Linked DNA regions of Mus musculus: all the other regions are linked to region 3. The links are chromatin contacts, called in public promoter capture Hi-C maps. All regions are on one chromosome and are shown on one strand. The core of a region is the stretch at or near the end of the contact, and the rest is flanking DNA. Distances in the headings are between cores, read along the strand shown.

Region 1 (3,060 bases), core at 125-2,624, 180 kb before region 3:
GCTGTGGACATGGTAGCACAGACTTTTAGTCCCAGCACTCAGGAAGCAGAGGTGGCTGGATCTCTGAGTTTGAGGCCAGCCTGGTCTACAATAATGAGTTTCAGGTCAGCCAAAGTTAGAGTGAGATGATGCCTCAAAGAGGAAGAAAGAGAGAGAAAAGAAAGGAAGGGTTTGAGCTGGCACAGGGTGAACTGCTCTTGCACTTTGGTTTCCAGCATCATGACGGGTAGCTCACACATGAGCTGTAACTACAGCTCTGAGTTATCCCCTGGTCTCTGCACACATAAATACACATATAATACTGGGGGCCGGACAGATGGCGATTTAATACCATTCAGAACTGTTTTTAGCTAGGCAGTGGAGCTGGTGACAGTGTTATCACATGCCTTTAGTCTCAACACTTGGGAGGCAGACAGGTTCTACACTAGGACCAGTTCCAGGACAGTCAGGGCTAAGCAGAGAAACCGTCTTGAAAAAAATAAAAATAAAAAGTATACCATTTAGATTTTTTTTTAACTCCTAATTTTCAGATAAAAACAGTGTTTGGTCTGCTGAAACTCCTGGCAGCCCAGCACCCTATCAGCCCATCCTCGGTAACGTTTACAGTACATCATTAGTAAAGTCTCATTTTCTTCTATTTAACTCCACATATAATCTGACCTCATCCCCTCTTAAGAGCTTCGTCTTTTTTTTTTTTTTTTTTTTTTTTTTTTTTGAGACAGGGTTTCTCTGTGTAGCCCTGGCTGTCCTGGAACTCATGGAACTCACTCTGTAGACCAGGCTGGCTGGCCTCGAACTCAGAAATTCACCTGCCTCTGCCTCCCAAGTGCTGGGATTAAAGGTGTGCGCCACTACGCCCTGCTGAGAGCTTCGTTTTATGCCTACATCTTTAAAACTTCCGAATTATCCTCAATCCCAACTGCTCACGTATCACATTTCACTAACTTCTTAAGATTAACATCTTAAATTCTCTAAGTAGAATAAAGTTTCTCATATTGAATGACTCCTTGGAGACAGAACCTTGGGAAACACTGCGTTAAAGCCATATTGCAGGCTACTAAATGGACGTTTGAACCTTGCAGACCCCCCCTGTGACGCATATTCGATCTTCTGCAAGTCTCTTTCCTGTGCGGATGCAGGATTGGGACGCCACGATTCACCCAAGTAGCACAGCAAAATCACAGAAACTCAACGATCCAGAAGTTCAGTGAAACCTCTGTGCTCCAGAAGGACAAGCGCAAGACGGAACTTTAGTCTCACATATCCTACAGCTGCAGAGGAACGTTTCACCTGAAGGACCGCCTGGTTGTAGCAAGTTTCTGGTCCCCGGAAGTGCATCTGTTCCCTCCCCTGCCTCACCCCTTTGAGTTGAGGTTGGAGCTATGGCGGCTGCGGCAGCTGTGGGGCCTGGCCTAGGGTCCGGGCCTGGAGACTCCCCAGAAGGTCCCGAGGCGGACGCTCCGGAGCGTCGGCGGAAGGCTCACGGGATGCTGAAGCTTTACTACGGCCTCTCGGAGGGGGAGGTGGCGGGGCATCCCGCAGGGCCTGACCCTCTGGACCCAACCGATCTCAATGGGGCGCACTTCGACCCGGAAGTTTATCTTGACAAGGTGTGTGTGTGAAATGGGGCGGGTCCAGACCCCAAATATCTTGGACCCTAGATCTTACTCCCGATTTGGTTGCTGTGGTGACGGCAGCGGGGTTTATAAGAGGACAGCCCTTACTAGGCAATAGAGGCAGATCTGGAGGCCAAGGGAGCCTGGGCCTGACTTGAGGTCACACTGGGTCTGAGGTCTCGGTGCTGGCTCGTGGTAGTGGGTGTGACCATGCTCTTGACAGGCGCTAGGCAGGGCCTAGGTTGACTTTAAACTAAGCCAGAAGACCATGAACGCTGACAAATCCCAAATTGGGTCTAACCTGTGAAGTGTGCTACTTAAAGTGTGCCACTTATGGAATTCCTGATAAGGGTGGGATTGGAGTTGTCTTGCACTGAAATCCAACTAACGTAAAGCAGGGTAGCAGGACGTGAGTGAGCACTAACGCTGACTGTTCCTACCTGCTTCTCTAGCTGCGTAGAGAATGTCCTCTGGCCCAGCTGATGGACAGTGAGACGGACATGGTACGGCAGATCCGGGCTCTAGACAGCGACATGCAGACCCTGGTCTATGAGAACTACAACAAGTTCATCTCAGCTACAGGTGACCCCACTGGGACACACTCCTCAGTCTTACACCACCCCCACCAGGTCCTCACCCCGTGTTAAGAAAAACAGGGATTAAAGGAAAGAGACCCAGATTACAATTGGGTCCCAACCTTAATCCACTGCTGCTGAAGTGATGACTCCTGTGGGGGTGGGGTTTGTCCAAAGGACCAGCGCTGGGAAGGAAGAATGAAATGCAGTGAGTTTCTCTGCAGCACTTAGGAAGCACCAGCGTTTCAGTAAGCTTTAGCTTTGTTTGTTTATTTATATTGTGCACATGCATATGTGTGGGACACAACATTTGTGTGGGGGTCAGAAGACAACTTTCAGGAGTCTGTATTCTCCTTCCACCATGAGGGTGCCAGGGATTGAAGTCAGGTTATCAGGCTTGGTGACAAACACATTTGCCTGCTACTAAGCCATCTCAAAGTCAATTAAAATTTTTGTTAAAAATGTTATTAGTGGTAACTTTTGTTTCTGGTCAGTCTGCCTTCAGAGCAGATTTGCCACTCTCTCCCCCTCTGTCTGTATCCTCATTCCTTAAGATTTACTAATAGTTTTTGGGTCCAGGAGTCACCCCACAAACCACATGAACACCAATCTCAGTCACATAGGCACGGTTATTGAGTGCACACCCCAAGACTAATTGATTAGGGCAACAGCTCACAGATTCGGGAGCTGACAGCCACATACCTGTACACTGTCCGGGGTCAGACTTTATAAGGAAAAAGCCATAATGAGCTCATAAGCAGATACAGGGTGGGCTGCAGGGTGGGCAGCCTTTTTTCAAGTGTGTTAGTAGTTTAGACATTCTGGTCAAACTAACCCCTTGTCTAGCTTGGCTCTGAGTAAAGGCCATG
Region 2 (3,018 bases), core at 86-2,585, 170 kb after region 3:
GGTGTGGAGGCCGAAAGGAGTAAACAAGTTTCAGTTTGTAGACAAGCCTTGGAAGGGAGGGAGATGGCAGCCGGGCTCAGAGCATCGTTTCGCCTGGCTCAGGCCCCTGTGCTGCAGTCTCAGAGCACCCAGCCTACCCCGAGACAGCACGAAGGACCTGTAGGGTTGCACATAAACTGCTTCCGTAGAGAGGAAGCAGAGGACCACAGCGATATGATAGACAAAACTGGGTGTTCAGCCCACAGGAATAAGCCTGCACATTCTCAAAGTTGCACCCAAGCATCCTCATCCCCACCTCCTACCATAGTCACTTGCCTGCTGAAGATGCCGATAGGCTAACACGCCTGCAAGACCAGACATCCTAACCAAATTGAGGGTTACCAGGCAGGTGACACGTTGATGTGTTGCTCCAGGCCATCTCTCTAGCTGGGTATAAAACACCTTGCAAGGCTCATTACAGTGTGAATTGGATGTGTGAGCGATAAGGAGTCTAATCTAGGTGTTAACACAGCAGCTAACGCCCCAGGGACTTCCCAGGGGAGGAGCAAAAACCACCCATGTACATATTTTCTCTAGTTCTGATAACGGATTGCGCGTAATGAGACAAAATCAGCCCAGCCCTAAGCCAACCGCTTTCCCCATCTTCAGACTTCAATGACATACATAAAAGATAGAACTGTAATTGGCCCCATTTAACAGACTTCAAAACTGAGGCGCAGAGTGTGTGCTTTGTTCAGGGTGGCACTCTTTAGTAAAAACTAGTGAGTTTGAGGCCAGCCTGATCTACAAAGTGAGTTCCAGGACAGAAAAACCCTGTCTCGGGGGGGGGGGGGGCACCAGACAGACAGACAGACAGAACCTTTCACTGCTTGTGAGATGTGAGGATTGTTTTCCCTTGTGCCATATGAGGAGTCAGGTTTGGAGACTCTAGGTATATCTCACCAAGGCTGGCTCTGGGGCTCTGCATGGGTGCTAACAAGAATCTCCCACCCCAGAGTTAAGAACCGTTAACTCTGGCTCAGTGGACGGTTCTTTTCCTTTCTAGGTCTCTACTTTACAAGCTTGGGAAATGGGGTACCAACCAGTACCAAGGTTGCAGATATAAGGGAGACAGCAGAGGCAGCTCTTTTGGAGGGTGGCACCAAGTTGAGGGCTGCCACCTCTTGGAGCTCACACGTCACCCTAACCCCATTTGACTCGCGGGCGCCCATCAAACCGGCTTTGCGATCGGTACTCATTCCTTCCACCCCCGAACCGGGTACCCGGGTGTCCAAGTCCGGACGCTAGATCCCGGAAGCAGGGTCGCCCCGCCCCGCGCTGCAGCCCCGCCCGCCTTCGGACGCGGGGCGAGGGGGGGGGGTGCGGCTCCAGGAAACGGCGCGCTCGCTACTCTTGAGCTGAGACCAGCTCGACGCGCCGCGACGGCCCCGCAGACTCAGCCAGCCCACCAGGCGGACCCCGGGCAAACTCAGCCTAGGTCTAAACCTCAGACATATCTACACGGACGGGGCGGACAGATCCGGTGACAAAGAAAAGAGCTCCAGAGACCATGGGGACCCTGGCTGAGCCAGCAGTGGTGGGCAAGAGGGAGTCCCAAGCCTGAGAAGAGATCCGGCAGAGTTCCTCAGGCCATGACTTCAGTGTGGAAGCGCCTGCAGCGGGTTGGCAAGCGGGCCGCCAAGTTCCAGTTTGTGGCGTGTTACCATGAACTGGTGTTGGAGTGCACCAAGAAGTGGTGAGTAGAAGCGGGGCCTGAGGGAGTCCCCTAAGACTGATGTGGGACTCAACTTAGTTTGACTCGTTTGAACCTGGAAAAAAAATCCTCTCAAGTCTAAAGGCTAAAGGGGTTCCCATCCTAGGTATTCCAGACACTGAAGTGCCTGGCAGGTTGGGGGGACTCCTGTTGTGGAGAACCTTGTGGGGGTCAAGACTCGGTGGCTTTGGGAGAATCAGCCTGGGCCCACATTAAATCGGCTGTGGTCAGGACTCGGGGAGAAGCCCTCAAGCCAAGGACAGCGGTCTAGGGTAGCAGTGGAAAACGGAACAAGATTTTAGGGCTCCAGGGGGCTTTGGGTGGAAAAGACTTCATGGTTCCTAGTCCAGTTCAGGGTGAAAATGTGGCCTTCTCTTTTTCAGCCCCTCCCCCTTCAGCCAGAGTGGGCCCCAGAAGCTGGTGCTGTCTCCACAATGTCCTTAAAAGGGGAAACTGAGCTTGGATGGATAACAGGGAGGCGGGGAGAGGCTTAAAGGGGCCTGAAGTCCTAGGAGCTGGTGGGTTCAGGAGAGGGTCCGTGGAGGGAAAGAGAGTTGGGTGAGGGGACGACTTGCAAGAGAGGACAGGTCTTGTATTGGACTGTCAAGGGCCCCTGGGGGCATCTGGCTCACATGTCCCCACCGGGCAGCTGCCCAGGCCCCTGCGTCACACCCTAAATATATGTGCTCACCGGTGTCAGCTTCCCTTGGCTGGATTAGGGCACAGCTGTGGGGGCCTCACAGGCCAGGCAGGGCTAAATATAGACTCCCAAGGGGGAAGAGCTGGGGTAGGCCGGAACCATGGGGTCTAAGGAGGCGAAGGAGCAGAGGCTGGGGTCTTTGGGGGTAGCACCATTAATCATCAGCCTTGAACATGCTGAGTGTACCCGGAGGCCCTTTATACCGTAAAGGGTAAGGGAGCGTAAGAACTAGTTAGGCTAACACAGCAGAGCTAGCACTTGAACTCTGGCCTCTGGCTCCTGCCCCAGCACGCTGGGTGAGGCCAGAGGGACACTGGGCATGGTTCTGGTGAGCAGACAGACTATACAGACGGTGTCAGTGGGCTGAGTCACAAGTAAATGGGTAAGGCCCCGCTGGGTTTCTTAGCCAGGAGGCCAGGACAGGAAGCTGGCCCCTGCCTAGGTCATGGCTTCCCAAGAAGGCGTGGCGGCCTGAGTCAGGCTACCCAACCAGGCCACACCCTCCCAAGGCACCCGCTATTTCCCTTTTCTGGGACAGCTTGGCTGGGCCATTGCCTGTGGTTTG
Region 3 (3,395 bases), core at 289-2,788:
GTTTTGAGGGGCTGGGAATACAATCCAAGACCTTTAGAAGAGCAGACAGTGCTCTTCACCATCTCTTCAGCTCCTGAACTCTGGTCTCCTGTTTAAACTGCTAAACTATGTCACCAGCCCCACTTTGAGATTCTAAACAACTGGGAGATGGCTCAGCTAGTTAAAGCACTTTTCCCTTCTCTTCTCTTCTCTTCTCTTCTCTTCTCTTCTCTTCTCTTCTCTTCTCTCTTTTTTCCCCATTCATTTATTTATTGGCATCGTACCCCTGTCCAAGACAAGCACTTTGACTGTGAACCTGACCACCTGAATTTTGTCCCTGCATCCCAGATAAGGAGCTGGATGATGTGTGTTATTCCAGCACTCTTTTTTTTAAATTTATTTATTATATGTAAGTACACTGCAGCTATCTTCAGACACACCAGTCAGATCTCCTTAAGGATGGTTGTGAGCCACCATGTGGTTGCTGGGACTTGTACTCAGGACCTTCAGAAGAGCAGTCGGGTGCTCTTACCCGCTGAGCCATCTCACCAGCCCTTATTCCAGCACTCTTAGAGGGACATGGAAGTCAGAGACAGAATCTGCAGGAAGCTTAACATCCAACTGGGAGTATGCTACACAGCAAAGCCCTGCCTCAACAAGGAAGGGAACCCCTCCCAAACCTCTCTAGCTAAATACTTATATATCGACTGAAGTGTGCTCAGATTTTCCTAGAGCACCCTGAGGTCACTGTTGCCAGAGAAAGCTGAGCCCTGGCCTGCTACTGCACAGAGTTGTCTGGACTATGCACTGCCTGTTCTGCTATGTAGGCCAGGAGTACAGGGAGTCAGGCACTAATCCTTAGCAACTGAGTAGTCTTGAGGGCCAAAAAAGAAATGTGCAGATGAGACCACTAAAATAGATTTAAGAGAAAATATTTGGTTCGCAGGAGACGACACTTGGAGAGACTGACAGCATCCAGTGGTAAATGGATAGGCTCAAAACCTATGAAAAAGTGGGGTCCTGGCTGTTTAGGGGCAGGGAGGGCTAAGTTATCTACACCTAGTTACAAAGGAGGGAAGTGACTAACAGGAATTTAGATCTTGCCGTGACCCACCAAAACTGGTTAAAAAAAAAAATGTCCTTTCTTGCCACCGGTGTATTTTGTAGGCCGTTGGCAAGACCAGAGGCCAGCGCTGTCCATGGTAACTCTTTTGTGACTAAAAGCTTACATTCATTCATTTTCTCCTTTCATCTTGTTTCCAAAACAAATCCTGGAGGGCCGGTATCCCAGTTAGGTACCACGTAGGGATGGGGTCGAAATCACCTGGGTGGCTGTCAAGGCACGCCGGCTGGTCGACAAGTGATAGGCACTAAGGCCGGTTCTTCCCGCCAGACCCCTCCACTCAGGAAGCTCCTCCTCCGGAGGGCTGACAAACCGCCACTTCCACAGCATCCAATCAGATGTAACTGGAGGCGGGACAAGTTGCCGCTGATGGCTAATCAGTTTGTTAGGGCGGGGCTGCGGAGGGGCCGCGACGAGGTTTTCCCAGCCTTGAGAGACCCGGGTGAGGGCTGTGCGCGCTCTGCGCGCGCCCGCTCCAGAGCAGCCTCTCGGCGCGCTCTGTCCTCGGGTCGCGGCGCCCGTCACTCTCTGGTTCTGCTGAGGCCCAGGAACCTGGCTGGGGCAGGGACTGGAGGCGCGGGACGGCGCCTGGAGGTGGGTGCGGAGCGGGAGGCCCTGTAGCCGGGTGGGCGGGCGGGCTGGGGTCGACGCCTGTGTCCGTCCAGCCGACTGACGAGGGGTCAACTCAGCGAACCAGGGCGCAGAGCCCAGCGCTCGAGCCGCCTGCTTCCTGGCCGGTGCTCCCTTCTCTCTGATATCACTCCAGGCTATCACTGGGCAGAGGACACTTCTTCCCTTTTGCCCTCATCCTCCTCACCCTGTCTCCCTTTGTCGTCTTGGCATCTTCACTCTCCTGGTTGAACCGTTGGGTAGCTTTACCACCCCGCCTTGCCAGCGCCGAATTGTACTAGCGCCTTCAGACACCATCCATCTGGCTTTGTCATCTGTACCATCTCACCTGTTCATCTCGACTCTGTCCGTTCAGTCTACCACCTGCCTTCAGCCATCAAAATTCAACCTAGGTCCTCCTCCTCCTCATCTCCTCTCAGGGGACTCCTCCCTGGCACCCTGAATGTCCCCTACACCTGCCCCGCTCAGCCTCAGCCCCAGGCCTCTCCTTGTTTTTGCTCCTTTGTTGTCCCTGCAGCTGTCTCCTGGTTGTCTTTACAGCTGTGCTTTAGCCTCTATTCATCCTTCCACCCCATCAATACCAAACCCCAGCCCAGAATTCTCTCCACTTCGGACCAGAAACACTCGACTCTGCCAGCTCTCTTCTGGGTCTAGCCCTCTCCTCCCACAGCCTGGCCATCTCATGTCTCTTTCAGCTGGCCTGGTCTCCTCCAGCTTTCTGCATTCCAGAGAATTGCTCTGGCTTCAGGGGTCCCGACCTCTTCTGTTCTTCTTGCTCTCAGCCATTGGCACGCTCTCCTACTTTTCTTCCCCCAGCAGCTTCCCAGGGAGTCATGGAGCTGAACACCAAGAAGAAGCTTCACGCCCTGTCCCTGGCTGAGAAGATCCAGGTGCTGGAACTCTTGGATGAGTCTAAGATGTCCCAGTCAGAGGTGGCCCGGCGCTTCCAGGTCTCACAGCCCCAGATCTCACGGATCTGCAAGAATAAGGAGAAGCTGTTGGCAGACTGGTGCAGTGGCACAGCCAACCACGAGCGGAAGCGGAAGCGTGAATCCAAATACAGTGGGATCGATGAGGCTCTACTGTGCTGGTACCACATTGCCCGAGCCAAGGCCTGGGATGTAACGGGGCCCATGTTGCTCCACAAGGCCAAGGAACTGGCCGATATCATGGGCCAGGATTTCGTGCCTAGCATTGGCTGGCTGGTCCGCTGGAAACGTCGAAACAATGTGGGCTTTGGGACTCGCCAGGTCCTTGTCCCTCTGTTCCCTCCTGAAGCTCCTCCTGCAGTTCTCCCATCTCAGGCCCAGCCACCTCTTTCTCTTAAAGACTTCTCACCAGAAGATGTTTTTGGCTGTGCTGAAGTACCCTTGTTGTATCGCGCGGTGCCTGGCAGAGTGTTTGAATGTGATCGGTTGCAAGTACTGTTATGTGCCAACAGCAGAGGCACAGAAAAGCGAAGGGTATTTGTGGGTGGGCTCCAGGCGGCCCCAAGATGCTTCTTTGGGGTGAGCAGTGAGGCACTGCCTACCTCTTATCACCCTGACCTAGCCATTCCCTGGTCAGAGTGGCTGGCACAGTTTGACCAGGACATGGGACAGCAGGGCCGACAGGTAGCCTTGCTACTGGCTTCTGGAGTGGTAGAGGAATGGGCCAGCCTTCC

The links. Promoter capture Hi-C pulls out the DNA fragments that hold promoters and counts their contacts.
Region 1: a contact with region 3 is called in a promoter capture Hi-C map of fetal liver, with 4 times the contacts expected there. A contact is called at or near these places in 21 of 39 promoter capture datasets (the 3T3-L1 cell line, 3T3-L1-derived adipocytes, the C10 cell line and 13 more), 6 of 484 Hi-C or Micro-C datasets (B cells, ECoMG-derived neutrophils, embryonic stem cells and 1 more), 11 of 130 datasets of targeted methods (bone marrow-derived macrophages, embryonic forebrain, embryonic hindbrain and 5 more) and 4 of 9 other capture datasets (adipose tissue, embryonic stem cells, liver and 1 more).
Region 2: a contact with region 3 is called in a promoter capture Hi-C map of embryonic stem cells. A contact is called at or near these places in 27 of 39 promoter capture datasets (the 3T3-L1 cell line, the C10 cell line, the HPC-7 cell line and 16 more), 34 of 484 Hi-C or Micro-C datasets (the AML12 cell line, B cells, the Ba/F3 cell line and 21 more), 23 of 130 datasets of targeted methods (the 230-238 cell line, the SCID.adh cell line, astrocytes and 17 more) and 5 of 9 other capture datasets (adipose tissue, embryonic stem cells, liver and 2 more).

The regions. Positions count from the first base shown.
Region 1 is chr19:6,075,501-6,078,560 of GRCm38.p6, reverse strand. Vps51 (VPS51 GARP complex subunit) reads left to right here and starts at 1,374. Exons shown (of 10, transcript NM_001081041.1): 1 at 1,374-1,610; 2 at 2,069-2,198. The coding sequence starts at 1,383. It also overlaps a transcript of Tmem262 not described here.
Region 2 is chr19:5,724,634-5,727,651 of GRCm38.p6, reverse strand. Ehbp1l1 (EH domain binding protein 1-like 1) reads left to right here and starts at 1,335. Exons shown (of 19, transcript NM_053252.3): 1 at 1,335-1,735. The coding sequence starts at 1,632.
Region 3 is chr19:5,892,271-5,895,665 of GRCm38.p6, reverse strand. Tigd3 (tigger transposable element derived 3) reads left to right here and starts at 1,538. Exons shown (of 2, transcript NM_001362045.1): 1 at 1,538-1,696; 2 at 2,549-3,395. The coding sequence starts at 2,566.